Regions from separate parts of the Mus musculus genome. Here region 2 is linked to region 1. A link is a contact called in public Micro-C data. All regions are on one chromosome and are shown on one strand. The core of a region is the stretch at or near the end of the contact, and the rest is flanking DNA. Distances in the headings are between cores, read along the strand shown. Region 1 overlaps Kcnn3 (potassium intermediate/small conductance calcium-activated channel, subfamily N, member 3). Region 2 has its middle 43 kb from the start of Adar.

The links. A called contact is a pair of places that touch in the nucleus more often than the background predicts.
Region 2: a contact with region 1 is called in a Micro-C map of stem cell-derived neurons, with 1.6 times the contacts expected there. The contact joins two enhancer-like sites. A contact is called at or near these places in 6 of 39 promoter capture datasets (the HPC-7 cell line, embryonic stem cells and stem cell-derived epiblast-like cells), 4 of 15 datasets of contacts at CTCF or cohesin (embryonic stem cells and stem cell-derived epiblast-like cells), 70 of 484 Hi-C or Micro-C datasets (the AtT-20 cell line, the C2C12 cell line, CD4 T cells and 23 more), 9 of 115 datasets of contacts at active chromatin or transcription factors (T-cell acute lymphoblastic leukemia, astrocytes, bone marrow-derived dendritic cells and 1 more) and 1 of 9 other capture datasets (embryonic stem cells).

What each region holds. Positions count from the first base shown.
Region 1 is chr3:89,618,691-89,624,601 of GRCm38.p6, reverse strand. The region is part of intron 3 of Kcnn3 (potassium intermediate/small conductance calcium-activated channel, subfamily N, member 3); the gene reads right to left. Among named protein-coding and RNA genes, the nearest start is that of Kcnn3, 100 kb to the right of the region's middle. Within about 2 kb of position 1,616, at least 27 of the 459 cell types and tissues checked have an H3K27ac peak or open chromatin away from gene starts, as enhancers often do. A contact at or near this core is called in neural stem cells and stem cell-derived neurons, where this site is marked.
Region 2 is chr3:89,685,298-89,690,862 of GRCm38.p6, reverse strand. No RefSeq gene overlaps it. Among named protein-coding and RNA genes, the nearest start is that of Adar, 43 kb to the left of the region's middle. Within about 2 kb of position 1,987, at least 62 of the 459 cell types and tissues checked have an H3K27ac peak or open chromatin away from gene starts, as enhancers often do. A contact at or near this core is called in neural stem cells and stem cell-derived neurons, where this site is marked.

The DNA of each region.
Region 1 (5,911 bases), core at 367-2,866:
GTGCCTCTGTGTGTGTGCGTGTGTATACACATCATGGCACATTTGAAGGATGATTAGAGGACATCTTACAGGACTTGGTTCTCGCTTCTTTACCTTCTGCCATGCAGGTTGGCAGGCTAGAATGTAAACCCTTTTTCCCACTGAGCCATAATCAGCAGCCCCTGTCCTGTTCGGTTTGTTTTTTAAAGACAGGATCTTATTATGCTGCCCTGGCTGGCTGGAAACTCACAGTCTCCCTGCCTCTGCCTCCCAGACCTCATGGATGCTGCAACACAGGCCGGCACCATTTTGGCAGCTGGGGCCCAGGCCCGCTCACTCCTGTGCAATGTTTTTCACTGTCTACAATAAAGTTTCCATGAAGAGATCTGTGGCATTATGACCAACACTGCTAGGCCTCAGCCAGTTAATCATAGGTCACTGGCCTTGGGCAGTGGAAGCTGCAGACTCTAAGCAGAGTATGAATTAACCTTCTGTTGGGGACACGGGGAGCGTTTGAAGGGTACGAGAGTGTAGCAGAACCTGAAGCTTCTATAAACAGGGAAGCAGCAGGGGTCGGGCCAGCAGGTGTAGAGAAAGGGGAATCTGAGGGGAATTACAGACAAGAACCAGAGCTTGAAACCCCTCGTGGAGAGTTGGATTGGTTTGGCAGGGACACAGGATAACTAACAATGTTGACTTTGGAAGCAGTTGTGGCCCAGTAGTCCATTTTTGCAAACCTGGACTATTAACATAAGTGATAAAGATACCATTTCCCCAGCCCCAGAAATGTTCAGTGTGAGTGTGAGTGGGATGGCTCCATAGAGCGCAGAGCATGCCTGCATAGAGAGCAGCATACATTCTTCCTCCTGCTGGCTACAAGGTAGATGTGCTGATGGAGCTCCAGCGCCTTCAATGAGAAGTGAAGCCACGCCTCCAGCTCAGTAGGGTAACAAGAGAGGAGCCTCTGCCCCTGACGTTTTCAGACTCCTTTCTTGCTTAGACTGACCCTTTTTCCATCTTCTTTTACCTCTCCAACATTTTACTATTTTGTTTAAAGGTTTCTAATTTCTTTGCCAGAGTCAAAAATCTAATATGATAGAACAAAACAGATAAAGTTCCCGGGGGTGGGGGTGGGGTGGGGGGAGGAGGAGGGAACCAAGAGTTAAAAACAGTGAAGTAGGGCTGGAGAAATGGCTCAGAGGTTAAGAGCACTGACTGCTCTTCCAGAGGTCCTGAGTTCAAATCCCAGCAACCACATGGTGGCTCACAACCATCTGTAATGGGATCTGATGTCCTCTTCTGGTGTGTCTGAAGACAGCAACAGTGTACTCACATACATTAAATAAATAAATCTTAAAAAGCAAAACAGTAAAGCAGAGAGAATTTAGGGCAATGTGAGAGTCCAAGCATAGACCCAGTGCCTGGGACACTAGTGCATGAGGACACACAGGCACAAGGATGTATTTGGAATGTAAGACTAAGTCACATGTGTCCCTTGCTTGGCCTGCTGGGATGCCTCCCCCACCCCCAGCCTCTTGTTCTCTGAGAGGTTTCCTTGCTTGTCAGGCACTGGTGAAGGTGCCAGTCCCTCCGTGGCTCGGATGGCTCTCCCCTATTGAAAGGATTGAAAGGTTTCCATAGCAATGAATGTCAACCCTCAACACGGAGCTCAGTCCCTGTGGAGCAGAGACGGCCATCCACTGCTGCCAAGGTCCCTCCCATGGAGATGAAGGACACGGTGGGGTCTCAAGGACCAAACAAAGCAGCCAAGGGTTGAAAGTGGGAAATTCGACAGAAGACAGATTTCATGTGTGGGCTAACCTGAGCTGGGAGACAGACATGGGTAATTTTTGCTCACAGAACCTCACCCTTTTCCTCCATCACTGTCTAAGGAGCCCCAGCCTGGCAAACTTTGAGTCCTCCCCTCTGCTCAGAGCCCAGGCCTTCTGGACATGTACAGGAGTCCTTAGTATCCACTGTAAGAAAAAAAGCAACTTGCACTGTGGCTGGAGAAAAGCTGTACAACCCCCCACTCCTGTGGGTAACCCCAAAGCAGACATCCTGGAGGGAAAAGATGCTTGCCAAAGACAGAGGAGTGAAACCTCACAGTTGTACCACAGGCTGGAGTAGCTGGGTGGTGTGCAGAGACCGCAGAGCTTCCCACTATACCCTCAGGTGCTGTCCTGTACCCAGAACTAAGCATTGCCCATGTTAGGAAACCTTCCTGATTCCCGTTTATAGACTCTTCTAAGAGAGGCCATCCCTTAATTGCAACGCAACTTACAATTAATGTATATTTAACATAAATAAAAGTATGAAGAAAACAGTAACAAATATGCAACTTTGCTCTTTAAGTGCCAAAGAGCAGAAACATAATGCAAAGGAAATAAAACAAAACAAGTGTGAATCAGAAATAACAGAAAGAGAAACTCAGCTGTGAAAAAAAGTGAAGATGGAAGAGATTCAAAACAGAGACCTGAGACTAGTGTCACTAGTGACAGGGAGAAGAAATGGCCCTGGGACTGGTGGCTGAAGTCACCGTGGCTTCAGCCGGCTGAACCTGGGCATGGCAGCACACTGCCAGGGTCTCACTGCTCTGGGCTCAAAGGAGATTTGGGTGCCGCTGCCCCTGTGGCCAGGCAGGTGCAGAACGAAAGGTTTCTCACCCAGGTCCCACAGCTCAGTAGCAGGACCTTTCTTGCAAGGAAGACCACAGCGTCTTTTTCTGTGCTTTCTGAATGCATTCTAACTTGCAGTGTTCCCTTATCTTGCCACCAAGCAAGCTAGCATCTGTGAGCCTCACCCACCTACTCCGTGGTAGTGTCACAAGCCCACCCAGGGAGGCCCCCCAGAGAGATGACCCATAAGCCTCCTGCCCAGTCACTGTCCCTATCTCTAAGGCCATTAGCTGCTAGATAGGAAGGGGAGCCCTTCTGAAGGAACTCTTTGGTGATCCTCCAGGGAATTAAATGTGGAAACTGTACCACCCGACCTTACTCCCCAAGCCCTGTTGATGACAAGGCTTCGTGCCGAGGCTAAAATGACATTTGTCCAAATCTCAAAGCCAGCTGCCTCTCTCCATTAAAAATGCAGATCTGAGTCATGGTGGTTGTGGTGGCACACACTTTTAATCACAGTACTTGGAGGAAAAGGAAAGTAGATCTCTGTGAGTTCGAGGCCACCCTGGTCTACAAAGCAAGTTCCAGGGCAGCCAGGGCTATGCAAAGAAACCCTGTGTGGAAAATCAAAAAACAAAACAGAACAATAACAACAATTAAAAAACCCAAACAGAACAACAACAACAACAACAAAAGTATATAGTGTGGAAATTATAAACAAATTGCACTGTCTTTCTGTCAAAGGGTTAAAATAAGACAAAACCCTATTAATTTTTTTTAACCAGTCACTTGGCAGAAATTAAAATTTCCTCCAGAGTCAGCACTTCCTGAAATCAAAATATGTGCCTGCTCAGGGTTGCACCTGGCAAGAGATTGAGCTCTGCTTATAAACTGGGCTTTTTAAGCTGGCCAATCACAGAAAAATGGAAACATGGGATCTGTGTGTTAGGGAACAGAGAGCAGAGGCAGCCCTGCTGCCGAGTGTGCTTGCATGCTTGCCTTGGCTACACCCCTCCCGAACAAGTAAAACTCACCACCTTACTGAAAGGCTTTGGATTGTGGGGTCATTTTCTTGTGGCCCCCAAACCCATTTCTTACACATATATACGTAAAAAATGCTCTACAGAGTGAGTTCCAGAACAGCCAGGGCTACACAGAGAAACCCTGTCTCGAAAAACAAAACAAAACAAACAAACAAACAAAAATACCATTAGTCTGATAAAAAAATAATATTATATCCCACGGAGAGAAGAGCTCGCTATTTACATGTGTTCCCAAGCCTCTCTGTGCATGTGACACGCTGACTTCCCGCGTGGCACTGTTGGGTGCGCTCCTCTCCAGATCTCTCAGAAGACTGTTTTCCCACATCAGTACGGACTTGTAACATCGTTGCCTAAGAACTCGCTGTCGGCATGCACAAGCCTTATTCAAACATGCTTTAAAAGACTCTAGGTCTTAGTTTTTGTGCATGGGTGTTTTGCCTGCCTGCACCTAGGCACATGCAGTGCTCAGGGAAGCCAGAAGAGAGCATCAGATCCCCTGAACTGGAGTTACAGGTTTGTCAGCAGCCACGGGTGCTGACACGGGTGCTGGGAACCAAACCCAGATCCTTTGAAAAAGCAGCCAGTGCTCTTGACTGCTGAACCTCCATCTCTCCAGCCCCTTTATTTAAGCATTTAAATCCTACATGTTCACTTCATTTCTGAGTCTTTGATATTATAAACATTACATTGAAGACTCTCGAGTATCAGTTGAGTCTTTGATTCAAAGAACTTTCTAGAAAGATATTTAGTAGGTTAAAGCCATAAACCGTCAAGGGCTTCCCAGCAATGTTGTTTCCAGAAAGATGGTCCTAAATTCCCTGTTTGCTCTAGTGTGAGACACAATCCCACCCCCACCATCAACAGGAAGACCTTAACAGCAACAAGTGAAAGCTTCCCACTGTTCAAGTTGCGGCAAACTCAGGGTTAACAGCTGACTCGCTGCATTTCATGTTGGTGTCTTCGCTGTGTGCCTTCTATGTTGTGCCTGCCTTCAGCTGTGAGGTGGACTGTGGCTGATCTCCAGGACTGCTTTGGACAATGAGATATTTCTCTCTTGTCACATTTGTTGCAAATATCTTTCTTAAATATAACATTTGCTTTTAAATAGATTTTTTTTTTGAGACATGTATCCCAGGCTGATCTTAAATTCACTCTTGAGCCTCCTGTCTCCATTTCCCTAGCTCTGGGATTACAGAGAAGGTCCACCATTTCTAGCTTATTACATATAATAATTATTAATTAATTAACATGTATGCTTATAATATAAGTAAATAAAATAATAATATATATCGTGTGTATGGGTATTTTGCCTGCATGTATGTCTGTGCACCATTGGCATGCCTAATGCTTGTAGAAGTCAGAAGAAGGTGTCAGATACCTTGGAACCAGAGTAACAAATGGCTCTGAGCCACCATGCAAGTGCTAGAAATTGAACTCAGGTCCTCTGCAAGAGTAGCCAGTGCTCTTAATCACTAAGCCATCTCTCCAGCCCTGGTTTATATATTTTAAAGGACAGAAATCTACACTTGTATTTATGATGTAATCAAATATGCCTGCTTCCTTTCACAGCTCTTCTCTCCTGAGATGTTCTGCCTAACATTTCTCTTCACCCCAGGATTGATTAAATATTCACTTTGATTTCTAGCTCCTGCTCGTATTTCTTCCCTCATATCTATCCGACTCTTTAATCTACCTGGAATTTATTTTGCTGGCTGTTGAGAGGTGGCGTGCCTATTTGATATTTCATCCAAGCTTCCAATTTCCCCATGAACGTTTATTGAGTAATCTATTGCTTCCTAATTGGTTTTCTTTCTCCATGACTGGGTTTCCACACTAGGCTCTATCTCAGGGTTTTCCATTGCATTTCATCGATCTGTCATTACTGGGTTCTTTAGTAATGGGTAATGCCTGAGGGACTTAATTATTCTTTGTTTTATAATACATTTTAATATCCAGAGGGAAAGTTCCCTCCTGGGCTTCTCTTGTATGAGCCAAGCTGCTCTCGATTATTGATTAAAATGCCCTATGAATCACTCATTATTTTCCCTTAAAATTTCTAATTTTGTTTTCCAATACAGCAGAAATTGTTTAAATTTATTAAACTTGTCAGCTTTCAGATTTATAAATCCCATTTTAAAAATTTATTAGTTCCCGTTTCTTCATTGTAAATTTAGTCTGCTCTCCATCTAAGGTTTGTTTCATCCTTCTAATAAACATAATTTCTTTTCCTTCTTCTCTTTTTCTTGGCTTTTTGAGACAGGATCTTGGTAT
Region 2 (5,565 bases), core at 738-3,237, 66 kb before region 1:
AAGACCCACAGGAGAGAACGGGTTCTTACCACATGTGCAAGCACACACACCACTCACAAAAGTTCTGATGGTTTGAATGAGAATGGCCTCTATAGGCTTATACATTGAATATGTAGTTCTCGATTGAAACTGTTTGGGAAGGATTAGGGGGTGTGGCCTTATTAAAGGAAGTGTATCCCTGGAAGTTGACTTTAAGGTTCCCAGTACTCTTGTGGATCAAGATGTGAGTTCTCAGTTGCTCCTTGTTTTGCCCTCAGGGACTTTAACTTCCTTCCTTCCTTCCTTCCTTCCTTCCTTCCTTCCTTCCTCCCTCCCTCCCTCCCTCCCTCCCTCCCTCTCTCTCTCTCTCTCTCTCTCTTTCTTTCTTTCTTTTTTTGAGACAGGGTTTCTCTGTATAGCACTGGCTGTCCTGGAACTCACTCTGTAGACCAGGCTGGCCTCGAACTCAGAAATCCACCTGCCTCTGCCTCCCAAGTGCTGGGATTACAGGCGTGCGTCACCACTGCCTGGCTGGACTTTAACTTTCTGAGGCTGCAAGCCAAATTAAAAGGTTTCTTAATAGGTTGCCTTGGTCTTTGTGTGTTATCACAGCAAGAGAAAAGTAACTAAGACACATGTAAAGTTCATACATTGGAAACAGCAGCAGGCGTGGCCACCATGCCCAGTTATGTGTTTGTGTGTGTGCGCTGTGTGTGTGTTGAATAGATAAATGTCACATGTATAGACAGGTGTACTCACATGTAATGCCCAGAAGTTGACATCTGGATAATTTCTCCAAACACTTCTGGGCCTCTATTTATCAATTTGGGGGCAGTCTCTCACTGAACTTTGCCATTTTGGATAGAATGGCCATCAAACCCCCAGGATCTGCCTGTTTCTAACTCCCAAATCTACATCACAGGCAGCATAACCAGACCTGGCTTTTATTTGGATGCTGGAGATTTGAACTCAGGCTTGTGCAATAAACATTTTACCCATTGAGCCAACTCCTTGACTCCTGGCTTAAAATATCCTATTCTTCATCAAGATTTCTATTTTATCTGCATCTATTTAGGTTCATATTTCTTATTTTATTCAGTGAGTTTTATTATGTTACTGTATTATTTGTTTTGATGTTTTAATTGAAGATTTGTCCCTGAGAAAGCCTCCACACTAGCCTCCCTCTTCACACACACACACACACACACACACACACACACACACACACACACCTTCAGTTCTACAAAGGGACACTTTATTCTACAAGCTAGAAGTATTCCCTATATCTTTCTGACGTGCTCCAATTATTAACCAATGTCTAAAAACCTTTATGAAAGGCTGAATTAGCTGTATATAGAATTTGGCTAATTGCATTTGCTCAGAGTGGTATTTTCTGTTAAAGCGAAGTATCCTGAGAGAATGTTAAATCACAAGGCAGGAGAGGATATAAATGAAAATGCTGATTTATCAATGGGAGCTCTTGGAGTGTCTGGTCTATCAGGAGAAATGAAGCCATCCCATGTTTTCCCCTCTAGGAGATTATAATTAGAAGCTGAGCCTTTGCACAGCATTTTAAAGTTACTCTTAATTTTCAGCTTCTCATTAAAATGTATATTTGTTGTCTGGGAAGACTTATTAATAGTTCTGCAAACTCTCTGCTGCTTGTTAGGAACAGATTGTATATGTAAATAGGCTTTTCAGGCGCTTGAGAGCAAACACCTCCCTCGTCGGGGCTGTACACTTGGAGAATACTAACCAGGGGGCATTGTGCAGCGCCGGTCCCTCCGGGGGCATCGTGCAGCGCCCGTTCCTCCGGAGGCATCGAGCAGCGCCGGTCCCTCCGGGGGCATCGTGCAGCACCCGTTCCTCCAGTTCTTTGCCAGCACCTTGAGGGCGGCTCCTTCAGCAGCATCACCTCTAAATCTGCCTGAAGCCATCAGGGACGACTGCTCCTAGAAACCCAGGAAATGCTGGCTTGGGTGGAGCCCGTGGTCCCGCAGGCACTTCCCTTCTGTCCACCGGATGGCAGCATTGAGTCAGGGCTGCAGCCTGGCAAGGACTGGCTCTGGGAAGATAGAAAGACCAGGTTTCTTCCTGAGAGAACCAGGTTCCTGTGTTCTCCTAGGCAAGCCTCTAAAACCACATAGAGTGAGGTTTGCCCACCCCACCTTCGCTGCGCCGGGTAAACAATGACAGCATTGTGGTGTATTCGGTGTCGATTTCCTTGAGAATCCGAGGATACATCTCAGATAGGCTTTCAAGGTTCAGACTTAGAAGGTGCAATTGGGCAAGCAGGCTGAATTCCCTAGCTCAGTTCATGTAGAAGCCATTGAATGTAAAGGATTAATGGCGTTATTTAATGAGAGGCTAGGGGTACTTCTCAGGAAGAGAATGCCTGCCAAGCATTGCAAAAGCAAGACATACCCTACAAACACTCAGGAGAATAGAAGAAAAAACTGTTGGGTGTCTGTCTGCTTTGCCTTTACCCTAAGCCTAACCGTGAGCTAGCATCAGAACTTCATGGAAGGACTCCTTAAAGCACAGATTGCTGGCTCCATCCCCAAAGCTCTTCACTCAGTAGACTTAGGCTAGGGTCAGCTTATTAGCATTTTAACAAGTTTTCTGGTGATGTTGATGCAGCTGGACCAGGGAATTGGTCCATTTAATCACATTTAATCCTCAGCAGCCCTTTGATATAAGCATTGTCCTTTTGCAGATAAGAAGCAAAAATACTTGAGGCTAGGGATGTAGTCTAATGGAAGAGCTAGACAAATTCCCTTCACAGGCTAAAATATGTGCCTTGTTGGTCTGACTCCCAAAACCTCCCTCCGTGTACTGCACATGTACTTTGGCGGTTCCTCTGAGTGCCATGGTTTCCAAACACATAAACATGGGACAGATATCGGTTCTGACAGTTGGAGACTTTAAGAGTTTAGCACTTTATCTTTGGAGTCGCTCAGGGTGAAAGCTACGAAGGTGCCGAGCAGGCGTGGCAGACTTGCTTCTGTGTGCAGGATGCAGCTGTTTGCGCTGTCTACTGAAATGTCTTTGGAAATGAAGTGTTGATACTGTTCAGTATTTCGGCCCCCAAACCCTAACCGTGGATCTGGAAGACGGTGTGAAAATGAGGCAGAAGGAAGAAACTACAGAATCTGTGAGCTTACCCATGGAGGGGACACAGTTTGCCTGTGGAAATGAGCAACTAAAATTGGGTGGCCTTTCCCTAGCGGGGATTTGACATAATAATGACTCTTCCACAGAGCCCTGTGTCATCTGGGCTGGACTGAGCAGAGGCTCAGTGTTTGCTCTCCAGGTGACTGATGCTTTCTTCCATCAATTCCCCAACTCTAGATCCACAATCAAACCTGAGCTCTCAGAGGCAATATTTGGAAATAGTATTTGTGAAGACAGGGTGGGGGTGGGAAAAAGACATGGAAAATAGAATGGAGGGGGAGGTGGAAAGAGGGATGGAGGGAAGGAGGGAGGGAGGGATGAATGGAGGGAGGGAGAGAAAGAGGGAGGAAGGGAGGGAAGGCAGGCAAAGGCAACTTTTAAAAGGGCTTATTTTGGCTCTGAATTCCAAGAGGACACAGTCCATGGTGACAGCAAAGTGTGGCAAAAGGAGCATCAGGAAACGGCCACAGTGCATCTATAGTCAGAAAGTGTGAACCAGGAAGAGCCATGGATCCTGGTTTGAGCAGGTAACAGCACAGTACATCTTGATGGGGGGTGGGGGGAGGGGCGAGGGCCAGGATGCAGGGACGCCTGTTCATCCCATGGTAAACTTGTTCTTCCTTGCTTAGGGTGAGCGTGCTCATCTCACTTTCTCCTTCTTTGGGACCCTACCCAGGAGATGACGACATCCACATTGAAGGCGAGACTTTCCACCTCAACGAACCAGAATCTAAACATTCCCTCACAGACATGTCCAGAGATCAGTTTTCATGGTGATCCTAAATCCTACCAAGTTGATGACAAGACTGGCATCACAGTGTCCAAACACCTGGAAGAGAGAAGTGTCTACCCGGCAGGGATTGAGAATAAAGCATATGGCCGGGTGTGGTGGCGCATGCCTTTAATCCCAGCACTCGGGAGGCAGAGGCAAGCGGATTTCTGAGTTCGAGGGCAGCTTGGTCTACAAAGTGAGTTCCAGGATAGCCAGGGCTATACAGAGAAACCCTGTCTCGAAAAACCAAGAGAGAGAGAGAGAGAGAGAGAGAGAGAGAGAGAGAGAGAGAGAGAGAAGGGGAGGGGAGGGGAGGGGAGGGGAGGGGAGGGGAGGGGAGGGGAGGGGAGGGGAGGGGAGGGGAGGGGAGGGGAGAGGAGAGGAGAGGAGAGGAGAGGAGAGGAGAGAAGAGAAGAGAAGAGAAAAGAGAGAGAATAAGGCGAATAAGGCGTGTGGAGATTGTGCTCCGCTCTGCTCCAGGGAGCCTGGACCTGAAGGGCACCACTTAGCCCCGCCCACTCCCACCCTCCATCACCTCCCCCTCCAGCTCCAGCTCATTGGGAGGTCGAGGGCAAAGCCTGGGATTTCTAGTCCCTTTACCCTCCCTCATACTGTGTACTTGCCAGAGCTTCCAGGAGGGGAAGTGGGTAGGACTTTCGAGAGGATAATGTGATAAGAGAAGGACAAGAAACTGTAAAGATTGCATCAGGCGTGTGGCTGGTTTTGAGTCACACCTACAGAAGAGCTGAGATAATGCAGACAAAGTGAAGGGTCATGTTGACTCACAGTCTCAGAGGTTTCCTTTTGGAGGCTTGTTCCTGCTACTCCTGTCTTGCTCTGTAGAAGGTCTGCTCGCCTCATGGGAGTTGGGGAACAAAGAAAGACAGGCAGGCTGGGGTCCCAATGTCTCTTTTTATGCCCTGCCAATAGCTTTACTTTCTACTACTAGGCACATGTTCTGAAGGTCCCACTGTCTCCCCTCAGTGACACAGGTACAGACAGGGCCTTCAAACTTATGGATCTTTGGGGGATACTCCAGACCTTCTAGACCCAAAGTAGTATACTAGAAAGCAAAACTAACACTTAAGAGGTGAGACCTCCTGGTCTGGAGGCTGGGCCAGTGGCCTTGACCCCTACTTTGTCATTCTTCCCAGCAGCCAGCTCACACCAGGTCTCTCAAGTAGAGCACACTGGGGCTGCTTGGGACAAGGTCTGAGGGCTCCAGTTCCAGCCCAGGGGAGGCCACCACTACTCCCACTGTTAGAAGAACTTACTTCTGTACCCCAGAGGGTGTGTCCCCTTTGTTAATTCCATTCTGCTGATGTTGGTGCTTAACCTCCACCATTAACCCACATCTAGTGGTGTAATCATTCAAACATCTCTCATGACTCCATGGCAGACACAGTATAACACTTGATCAACACTTGGGAAAGCCCCACACAGAAATTCCAACATCCACTAAAGAGGGACCTGCAAAAAAAAAACCATCAACAATGGCACTTTCTTGACTGATCTATATGTTTACTGTCTGCTATGGACTGAGTGTTTGTCTACTAGACTCTTAAGTTGGTGCTCTAACCCTTTTTGGAGATGGGCTATCTCTTGAACCCCCCCCCCCCCCAGACTTCAGAGCTCTGAGA